Linked DNA regions of Zea mays: region 1 is linked to region 2. The links are chromatin contacts, called in public Hi-C maps. All regions are on one chromosome and are shown on one strand. The core of a region is the stretch at or near the end of the contact, and the rest is flanking DNA. Distances in the headings are between cores, read along the strand shown.

Region 1 (5,205 bases), core at 2,417-4,916, 150 kb before region 2:
TTCATCATAAAACAGAAGAAAAAACAGGGTGAAAACATTAAGTGAGTGACATGACTTTGCATTGAATATGCTGCTTCTATCCACCCAGTGCAACCTATAAAAGGCTGAAATGCGAGCCCAATGGAATCGACACGAGTCAGTTGGCATGAGATATTCATGGGCTTATGCAAACTATATGACTATAGTCCAGGTTTAACTAAGAGCAGAGATGGTTCCCAATACTGGGGCAGTGGGGCCATACAAGATCCTCAAAAGAACTTTCAAATGCACACCATTTTTTAAGAAATGAAGTTTTACCAAATAAAACAATTTGGACTAAAATAAATTAATGGCAAGGCTGAAAACATCTAATAGTCAGGGCAACAGCAGAATATCCTGCATAGTTTACCTGCTCCAACAACTGTGTGAATCTCATCAATGAAAAGAATGGTCTGCCCATCAGAATCTGTAACTTCTTTGAGAACAGCCTTAAGTCTATCCTCAAACTCTCCACGATATTTTGCACCAGCAATCAATGCACCCATATCAAGTGCAATTAGCTATTTAAAAGAAACAATAGAATAGAGTTAAAACATGACCTCTAAAAAGTTACAAAAGTATCCAAAAGAAGCCAAGAAGGTACAGTAGTTACAATTTAAATAATGCTTCCATTATTGTTAGACAATGCACTAAAGCAAAGAAAACACACACACACACACACAACCAGTATTTAACTGGTTATTAGCAATTCAATATTTTGGAAACTGATTAAAATCATCTATAACATATCACAAAAAACGATATATCATATCAAAGAGTTAGCTATGTCAAGATATTCTAATGTAAATCTGAACGTCAACTACAGAGTATACTAATGGACACCAAACATTACCAAAATACTTGTACAACTTAAAGGACAAAGAAATAGAACAGGTGGAAGAATTATGTGGAAGAATTATGTTTTGAAAACTATGTTCAGATGAACTACTTCAACATTAATCGGTTGCAGCATAAAAAAGTGCTCAAAGACAACAGAAGACTTTAACGTACAACACGTCATGTACTCTAGAACTACGACAAAATATCATGATAAATGTGGAACAAATTCTTCAATAATTTAGAAGAGAATCCAAAAATGTGCTTGACTCTGAAGAACATAAATGCATAATACATGAATGAATAACTTACTCGCCGGTTTGTCAGAGCTTGTGGGACATCTCCTTGAACAATCCTCTGAGCTAGTCTAAACAATAAACAAAAAATCAAGTTAAGGGAACTATTTCGATAAACAGTGATATGTTGTGCAAAAAGCATTGTTTACCAACCCTTCAGCTATAGCCGTTTTCCCTACACCAGGTTCACCAATTAGAACTGGATTGTTCTTTGTTCTTCGTGATAAAATTTGTATACATCTTCGAATCTCATCATCTCTTCCAATAACTGGATCAAGCTTCCCTTGACGTGCCATAGCTGTCAGATCCTTTCCATACTTATCCAAAGCTTCGTACTTACCCTCAGGATCTATTAGAAATGCATAATTTTAGTTTTTCATGTGAAAATATCTACTATTGTATCAGAGGGAAACAAGAGTTCAAGGCAAAAGTTTGCATAACTACATATTATGCATGAAATGGTTAAAGGTGATGTCTACTTCAGCACATCACTACAACTTCAAAGCACGAGTTTCTTCGTGCATCTTCTGTGCCCGTCCCGCGCGCCCAGTGAGATTTGCCCCGTGTGCATGCCCAGCGCTCAGCTGCAAAAAATGGGTGTGACCAGGGGCTCGAACCCTGCCCACAGGGTAAAGAGCTGAGCGCTTCCACCACTATTGGTTTGTGTTATATGGAGGAGATATACTGTAAATACATACATACTAATAATTTGAAATTAAAAAAATAATTATATTTGAATAAATATATCATTTAAATAAGATCTACCTATATGATATATAGAATCCGTAGCAATTTACGGGCAACTAACTAGTGTTTCATTACTTGTCATTTTCTTTGTGCAATTTATGGGAAAATAGGTTACACCATCCAATTTTATTGGGGCACAGACAGGAAAAGGATAAAAGTTGCAAGCATGTTAATGTCAGTATTGCAATATTTCCAAAGCTAGGGGGCAAGAAAAGAAAGCTTGTACCTTGATCAATTACATTTTGCTTCCCTCTGATCGATTCAATGGCTGATTTCAAGGTCTTCACAGTAATCTGAAAATCCTTGAACAGCTGTGTCCCAAACCGCTTATCTTCGGCAAAGCCAAGGACTAGATGTTCAACTGAGACATATGAATCACCATACTCTTTCTTAAAGTCCCTTGCTCTTTGTATCAGAGCTTCTAAGTCACGCCCCAACATAGATCCAGGTTCTTCACCTAATACCTGAATCATTGAGCTGAACATAAGAAAACTATGACCGGGAGATATATTTTTTGCTCAATTAAAAGCAACATATAGAAAGACATTGAAGTGGACTTTATTGCGATGAACAAAAAACATTTTCAGTTTCCTGACGTATCAGTCCTAGTCCATAGCAAGATGCATTATTCTTGTGAAAGCAAACTGCATCTGGGTATCAGCAGAATCTAAGTGTGTTGAGCATGAAGCACCTTAGGCTGCCTCTGGATGAATTTCTTTGTGGCATCGAGAAGCCTTGTATTGTCAACTCCTGCCTTAGAAAAGATACGGCGGGCAAGGCCATTCCGTTGCTCCAGCAGGGATTTCATCAGATGTTCGGTCTCCACAATCTGGTGTTTGCTCTCCTTTGCCACCTCGGGGGATGAGACAATTGCTTGCCACGCCATCTCAGTGAACTCTTGTTGTGTAATCTGTCAGCAAAATAGGTAACCACGAGTGAGATATAGAGGGGGAAAATGCAATTTCTTGGCTCTTCAAAGGAGTTCAATAATAAAAAATGTAGTAATATTTATGATAAATAGTAAGTATCAAGCATGTAATTTATTTTCCATAATAAAGTTATTTGAGGATTCGAATATTAATAGTATTTTCTATATCCCATGTGCATTAGTATTTTAGGACCGGGAGTGTAGTAAAAGTGCTATGAAAATTTAATGAAAAATGGGGGCGTAAATAAATGCATCGGTTGTTATAGGACTGTGACATAGGAATTGAAAACCGGACATGCTAGTATCTTCTTTTAATGAAAATAAAAGATAAAAAGAAGTGAGCAAAATCGGACCGAAAATGAAGGCGAGGGGAACAGGTTCATATCATACCCTGCCGTCCCGGCTGGTGGCGTTGCAGCGCACCGAGAGCGGCGTCCGGCGGGGCCTCCTCCCGACCAGCGGAGCCAGCACCCCGCCCCTTCCTCCTCTCGTCGTCCTTAGTGCCGCCTTACCCCTCACAGGACCCGCCCTCGCCGCGCCCCACGCCGCGGCTACGACCGGCGTCGGCGCGGCGGGGGCGGAGGTTAGGAAGGAGAGTACGTCGGCGGACAGCGGCGGCGCGGCGGCCATGGTGGGGCGCTGGCGGCACAATCTCGATGGTTTATCTGAAGCTGGGAGGAGCAATTCAGAATGGAATGGAACTCTGGATTGGATGGTTTATCACAATAATGGTATGCTATGGAACAGACGGGCGCGGCAGGACGGGACGAAGCGTGTATAAACTCGGTGGCGGCGTGAAGAGTGGAGAGAAGCGGAGGAGGAGGTTCTGGGAGCTTCGGGGGCCAACGAGCACTCCGTGGAGATTTGAGAAGGTCCGGAAGATTATTGGGAAAGGAAGCTTCGGAAGGGAGGTGGGTGAGAGTTTTTTTTGGAACCGTGATATCCCGAACACTGGGCTTTTGAAAATCAGTATCCCCAATAGCGCAATCTGAATCTCTACTACCTATTAAGGCTGTAAGAGTAGTCTGCCGTTCTGCCGTTCTGCAATCTTAGCCATTTACACTCGATCCAACGTCGACGCACTGCGCCCTCCGCTCGCGACCAACCCGACCCACCCGCGCTCCCCCGCATCGCAACTCAACATTCTACCTCGCGAAACCCTATCAACGCCGCCGTCACCCGAACCCCATCCACGAGGAAGTCGCGCCAGCGCCGGAGCGTCCTCACCGCCGACGCCGCGACGCCGCCGCTGAAGCCTGCGGTGATGCAGAAGACGGCGACACTCGCTACCAACCATGACCCTGCCGTGGTCTTGCAAGCGACAGAACCAAGCCCTCCACTCCCTTTCTCCATCCTCTCGTGGAAGATGAAGACGCAACCGTCGCACGCCCGATGACAGCACTCACATCGTTCCCTCTTCCTCTTCCTCCCGCGCAAGGTCAACCATGTCGTCACCGGAACGGGAACCCGCCACCCCTCGTCTCCGTCTGGAATCAGGTGAGCCCCGCCTCACCCCTTATCTCGTCTCACCTCATCAGTTTTAGTCTGATTTCTCGTGAAAGGAAGCGCATATGCGAAGGCTTGCTGGTGGTTCACGGGTTGGGCCAGTTTGTGTAACCAAATCATGCACAAAGCTATAAAATTAGGCATGAATAACCTCACAAATTTGAAACAATGATGTTGCAGATACCTCAGAGCGCCCCTGATTTATTTTGAACCGATGAATTCACGCTGGTTTAGTCAGTTGAGATGTTCATACATAGGTAGGTGTTGGAGTGTACACGAACATTATACAGATAGGTTTTATACTTATGCGTGTCAATACCATTTTCTGGAACAAAAGGAATTAGTTGTTTCTTGTCATCACTATATTTTGTCAATAGATACTAAGGTGTTGTTTTAGATGGTATGGCTTCACATTGCACCCGATCCATCCTCTACCCTTTCTCTAAGTAATTAAGCGAAAGTAGACAACAACTATGATGAATTATTTTTGTTTCTTTTTCCTCCGCAGAGTACGTACTCTCTTTTAGCAAAAGTAGACGGCAGCTACGATTAAATAATTGATGAGCATAATTTATTGTCTTGGTATTCATACCATAAGAATACGACTATTGAATCTTTTTCCTGTTTATGTATCACAGGTGATTCTTGCAGCCTCTGTAGTATCAAAGTCTGTAAAAGGTAAGCTGGTTTACTATTGCCCATTTATGAAATCTAAATACATATTAAAATTCCTTGTACCGCTTTATGCATTCTTGTATCATTTCTTCTATTTAGCATATCCCTTATTCCAATTACAAAGACATCCACACCGTTCGTTTTTTATATGGTACGATTTATACTGAGATCAATTTGTCCTTTCTACAAATAATGAAT
Region 2 (5,609 bases), core at 1,985-4,484:
GGGTTTTCAGTTAGGCCCCATGCATGAGCTGTGGAGCCAAGTGCATGGTGGGTAGAAGGTCGTGGGCTAGTTTGTTGCTTGTGCCTGAGAATAGATCGATGTGAGCGAGTCGCGCGAGGGCACTCTTTGTTGTGCGGGTCGTGGGGATGGACGCGACCGTAAGCAAGGCGTTGATGTATATCCATGTGTATTTGTTTGATTTTAGGGCTTGTTCGGTTTGATGCTAATCCATGTGAATTGGGTGAGATTGAGTCGGTTTAAATCCATAGTAAGTCAAAATACACCTCAATATACCACAATCTCCTCTAATCCATATGGAATGAAAATAACCGAACAAGTCCTTAATCAATAAGAAGAACATAAAATGCAGCATGTTTTAGGCGTTGTCCAAAACATCATGTGTGTTTCTATGATTGCATTGGAGTTCTTGCGCTACAGTCTAAGTGTTCGATACCGGTGCAAATTGTCGGGCATTGAGCAGACAATTGTGATGTTATGCTCGCAAGTGGAAGTGAATTTGAGCACTGGGCATAGTTGAGCGGGCACACAATGAGTGTAGGAGATGGCAGTGTGTTCCTCCGTCCATCGTAGAGAAGAAACATCAACGAGGAGCCGAGACAGCCATGACGACAGTGATAGTCAAAATAGATTAGGTTCTTCTCGCCTTGGAGCAAGCATAATAAGATGATGTAAGCAAGCTGCAATAGATGTCACATCAGATTTGTGGTAACATGGAAGAAAGAGAAGTAGAGAGAGGAAATCGGGTTGCTCACTAATAACCAACTGAAAATAGATTGTTCACGGACTCCAGGACAATTTTTTTGAGAGGAAGAGGTGGACACAATATTAAATATACAACTTATATCATTGGAGAGTTACTATATAACTAGGTTTTTTATTGGCGGTATACGATATGGCAACATTATAAAGCCTGTTGTAGACTATATCATAAAGCAGAGATATATTTAGTACCGGTTTTAGCAAAGAATATGTGCTAAAGTTCAACTCTGGTTGGAGATACCAACCGATACTTAAGATCCTCAAGCTAGAACAAAAAATGGAGACGCCTTGCTAGAACCGGTATAAAAGGCTATTTTCGTTTTCGTCTATAAGTTTAGGGTTCCCACTTAAATTAATTTAGTGTTAGTTTTTAAAAAGAATCGGTATTAAAGGTCATACCTAGATTTTTTCCAAGTGTTTATATCGGTTCGATACTAAATATTCTCTGATTGTCCCTAAGAACTTTTGGTTCACGCCCAAACCTTTTTCCCTAGAAATTTGACTTTTCTCAAGCCTTTTCTCATTCGTAAGCACCATCATTGAGTGTTTGATTCTAAGGGTATGTTTGGTTTACTTGTGAGCTCTCTGCTGTGAAAAAACTGCTATGAGAAAAAAGTTGAAATTTGTTTGGTTCAAACTGTTATGAGTTGTTCACTATAAACAAATTGTATAGTGTTTATATGCAATTTATTTAACTATATCTCTTGATCAATATATCTAATTTAAAACATATTTTATATTTATGTTCATAGTATTTTTACAAATAAATAAAATTTACAATTTCATTTTAATGATTTTTATTTAAAATAATTTTGTTTTATTTATTATATCACTTAATTGTTTTTAGTTCCAATTTGTTGCATCTGTTTATTAATATAACAAACTTGAATAAGCAGCAAAAGCAAGGTCCAAGTTGCTTTCAGATTTATACTAAAAAAAGCTACCTTTTCAAAACAGTTGCAGAAAAACTGAACCCCCGGTCCAAAGGCACCCTAAGGACAACACATGCAATTGTTATTAAAGCCTTTCCTTTAGTACTGGTTCATGCAACCAGGAGTCCGGACGAAAGATTAACACTTTTAGGGTTGATTTGATGACAAAGGGATCACGGGGGGATTGGAGGGGATTGAGGGGGAAATGAACTAATTTCCCCCTCAATCCCCTCCAATCCTCTCGTGATCCCGGGTCACCAAATCAGCCCTTAGGTTATGTTTGAAACATCTAGATCTAATAGTTACCTCCTAAAATTAATGTCGAGGTTCCAAACACCATCAACTAAGCTAAAAATTAATTCATTAACTTGTTCGACCTAGTTAATAATTTGTGAGTTAGCTAATTATTAGCTCTAGGGTTTCTAAACAGGGTCTTAGTCTAGTTTACCCAGTATCAATTGAGAATCTAATACTCTAGTCAGTTCCTAATCGACAATGACAGTTTTTTACCCGCAATTTTTTTATAGAGGAAACAAACCAAATACCTTTTTCCGAAGAGAAGACATGGCAGTGGGTAAGGTACCAAATGGGTACATAAAGTCATACCCATACCCACTAGAGAAAAAATATCACATATTCATACACACTACTCATTATAGATACAAAATTACGCCATACACACACCACAGGTAACGACTACCTATCGAGTACCCATACCCAACTAACATTACAGTAGACATGATCATTTGAATCGCAAAAGTAAGTACTAAATACAAAATGTTGCAGCCACGCACCTCATCAATACTGAAAGATGCTAAAATAACATATTATCTTTGCGCTAGCAATGCCAAATTTATCGAACCCAATATAATTTTATCACAAAGTCAACGACATTGAACATTACATGGTAACATCATACAAGCCCATGCATAAGAGAGAACAAGCTCATTAATCTAGACCCACTTGTTATATGTTAGCGGGTTTTCGGTAGCGGATATTGGACAAGAGAGAACATACTCACATACCTAATATAATTTTTACACGTCGAGTATCGGGTTTTAGATATCCATTGTAATAATCCTAAGCATGGAGCTGCAAAAAGATGACTAGTTCTGAAGTGCTCTAGCTCTTCTTTTCCGGAGAAAGAGCTTAGGAGGAGGGGAGCTGCCAAGGAGACTCCTAATTTCATGGACATGGCGGCGGCCATGAAGAGTGGGCTCAGTTGGAAATCGGCCCTACGGTTGGCATAGAAGCCCAGTTCGCGGCCCGGCCGGACACGGCGCTCCGTCCGTTCCACCCGTAGCTTGCGTTGGCGTTGCATTCCCAGCTGCCCAGCTCCACAGGGTGATTCGTTTTCTCTCTCCTGCCCGTTTGCTAATTTTGGTTGCATTGCATGCCGAGCTGAGATCCTTCCCAACGAACCGCGCATATGCAGCATGACCTCCTCCCTCCTCCCTCCCTCACAGCTGCTTCCTCTCCTCCTCCCATCTACTGCTACTTTAGCTGCTCCTGCTCGTCCATCACATACACGCACATAAGCTTCCTCTCGCAAGCTCATCGATCGATCGTTCGCGCGCGCGCGGGGTTGGACTGCATTGCATGGATCCTGGCCACCTCCAATCTCTTCTTCTTCACTTGACCCTGCTTCTCTCCTTCCACCCACTTCCATCCCCAGCTTTCTTGGCCGATCGATCTTGATCCATCCGCCGCCGGTGCGATCAATTAACCTGTGATCGATTCATCGTCAACCACGCATACCATGGGGGATGCTGTGGCCGTTAGTACCAGCGCCACTCGTCACAGCTGCAAGGTGTGCCGGAAGGGCTTCCCCTGCGGCCGCTCGCTTGGCGGCCACATGCGCTCGCATTCTCTCGCCGAGGTGGAGACGGCACTAGACGACGACGACGACGACGACGGCGGAGAGGAGCAGCAGCAACGACGTGCCTTTGATTGCATGACGGCCCCGGGTGCCGGGGGTTACGGGTTGAGGGAGAACCCGAAGAAGACGCGGCGCCTCTCGAGCCTCGACGACTGCAACAGCAGTGGCCACGGTGAGCTGTTATCGTCATGCGTGTCAGAGGTGGACCACGATCGCCATCGCCACCGTGCGAGAAGCGGTCTCGTCATGGATCTGGAACTGGAGCGGGAGCAGGAGCAGGAGGAGTACATCGCGCTAACTCCTACGAAGCCGGCTTACGGCCTGATGCCGCAGCCAAGGCGAAAACGACGCTCCATGCGCGTGCCGGCCGCCGTCGACACGGAGCCAGAGGACGTCGCGCTTTCCCTCATGATGCTGTCGCGTGACATCATAGAACGCCGGCGGTGTTCCAGGGCCACGGCGGAGGAGGACAACGCTAGGCGAGAGCGAGACTACCGGTACCATCAACACACCGACTGCAATGACGATGCCAAGATCAACAAGAGGAAGCATGATCACAGCCTCGTCATCGACGAGAAGCGGGGCCGGTACGAGTGCCCTGGCTGCAGGAGGGCATTCCAGTCCTACCAAGCTCTCGGCGGCCACCGCGCCAGCCACAAGCGGATCAATAGTAACTGCAGTATCGCCAAGCCTGTGGTCGACCAACGACCGGAGCGAATTGTCGAGACCAACATCTCCTCGTTTAACATCAACTACACCACTCACATGGCTACTACAGCGGTGGTGGCCTTGAAGGCGAAGTCACACAAAGCGATCAAATTCGAGTGTCCCATCTGTTTTAGAGTGTTTGGCTCGGGTCAGGCGCTCGGTGGACACAAGCGGTCACACTCCATTGCCGGTGAGCTCTATGAACGCGCACATGCTGACGGAGACGAAGACATTGATGACTACGATGACCAACCTCTCATCTCTAATAGATTTCTTGATCTCAATCTGCCAGCACCAGGAGTTGACGAATGAAGTATGGTTGGTTCGAATGTTAATCTTCAAAGAAAAGATGTGGTATATATAGAATTATAGTTTCAGGTTCAATTCATTCTTTAAAGATTTAACTTACAAATAATCTTTTATTGGGTGAGATGTACCATGATTAGGTTCATCAATAATTCACCTACATTTTCTAAATTCTTTTTACTAGTTTTTGTTCAGCGTATTTACATAGAGTAATAAGCATATCATGATCTTAGTGTTCAACCCTCAGATGATTCAGTGAACAATTTCCAATTTCACTTAGCATTACATCTTCTCAAATCTCAAGTTTATAGAGTGACTAGTCACTAGTGAGGTGTCCGTACATTGCGGTAGTATATTTCTATATATCATACCTTGTTTAAATAATACCCTTCAAAAATATATAGTTGTTTAAACACGTTACAATGATTTGTGTTTCATATGTTTCATATTCGAGCCAAAACCACGATTTGGCGGGTGGAATTCCCCTTACTAGGAGCTAATTTCTTGTATTAAGGTAACGAAGCTATTTGGGATGCAACTGCTCTTCTTAGGAGCGGTTCCGTCCAAAAGATTTTAAGGGGCCAAATGGTTTAATATTTAAGCTTATTTTTTATTTTTAGAACCACTCTATTTTATATGTAGTCAATTCAAATAATAACAAACTGATAGCGGAGGGGCTCTGTTCCACCATACTTTGCAACCAAACGCTACCTAAGTGATAGAGCTGGCGGAGCTTATGGCGTCACGGCATGGGGCGACGGCAACGTTGATCACGTTCACGTCCACGGCGTCGGCCACACAGCGTGCGTTCCTGGCATCGCTATCGCCCGCGACGACTTCGTTCTCCCTCCCGCCCGTCGACCTCTTCGACCTGCCCTGCGGCGCTACCATCAAGACACCCATGTCGAAGGAGTGCCCGCGTTTGGTGCCCGCGCTGACCGATGTCCTCGTCGGCGTACCATGGGGGCGCCTCCCGGTGTTCGTGGCTGACCTCATCGGCGCCG

Evidence for each region. Hi-C and Micro-C count contacts between places; a contact is called where the count stands out from the background.
Region 1: a contact with region 2 is called in a Hi-C map of endosperm, with 2.6 times the contacts expected there. The contact joins the promoter of LOC100193235 here to the promoter of LOC103639055 in region 2. A contact is called at or near these places in 5 of 25 Hi-C or Micro-C datasets (endosperm, leaf, root tip and 1 more).

Annotation. Positions count from the first base shown.
Region 1 is chr9:129,726,078-129,731,282 of Zm-B73-REFERENCE-NAM-5.0, reverse strand. It overlaps LOC100193235, which reads right to left and starts at 3,666. Exons shown (of 10, transcript NM_001358687.1): 1 at 3,217-3,666; 2 at 2,590-2,808; 3 at 2,125-2,362; 4 at 1,305-1,500; 5 at 1,168-1,222; 6 at 389-539. The coding sequence starts at 3,456. LOC103639060 (a long non-coding RNA gene) reads left to right here and starts at 3,961. Exons shown (of 11, transcript XR_002264985.2): 1 at 3,961-4,323; 2 at 4,971-5,010.
Region 2 is chr9:129,570,572-129,576,180 of Zm-B73-REFERENCE-NAM-5.0, reverse strand. It overlaps LOC103639055 (zinc finger protein ZAT4), which reads left to right and starts at 3,234. Exons shown (of 1, transcript XM_008661844.2): 1 at 3,234-4,776. The coding sequence starts at 3,472. The coding sequence ends at 4,611.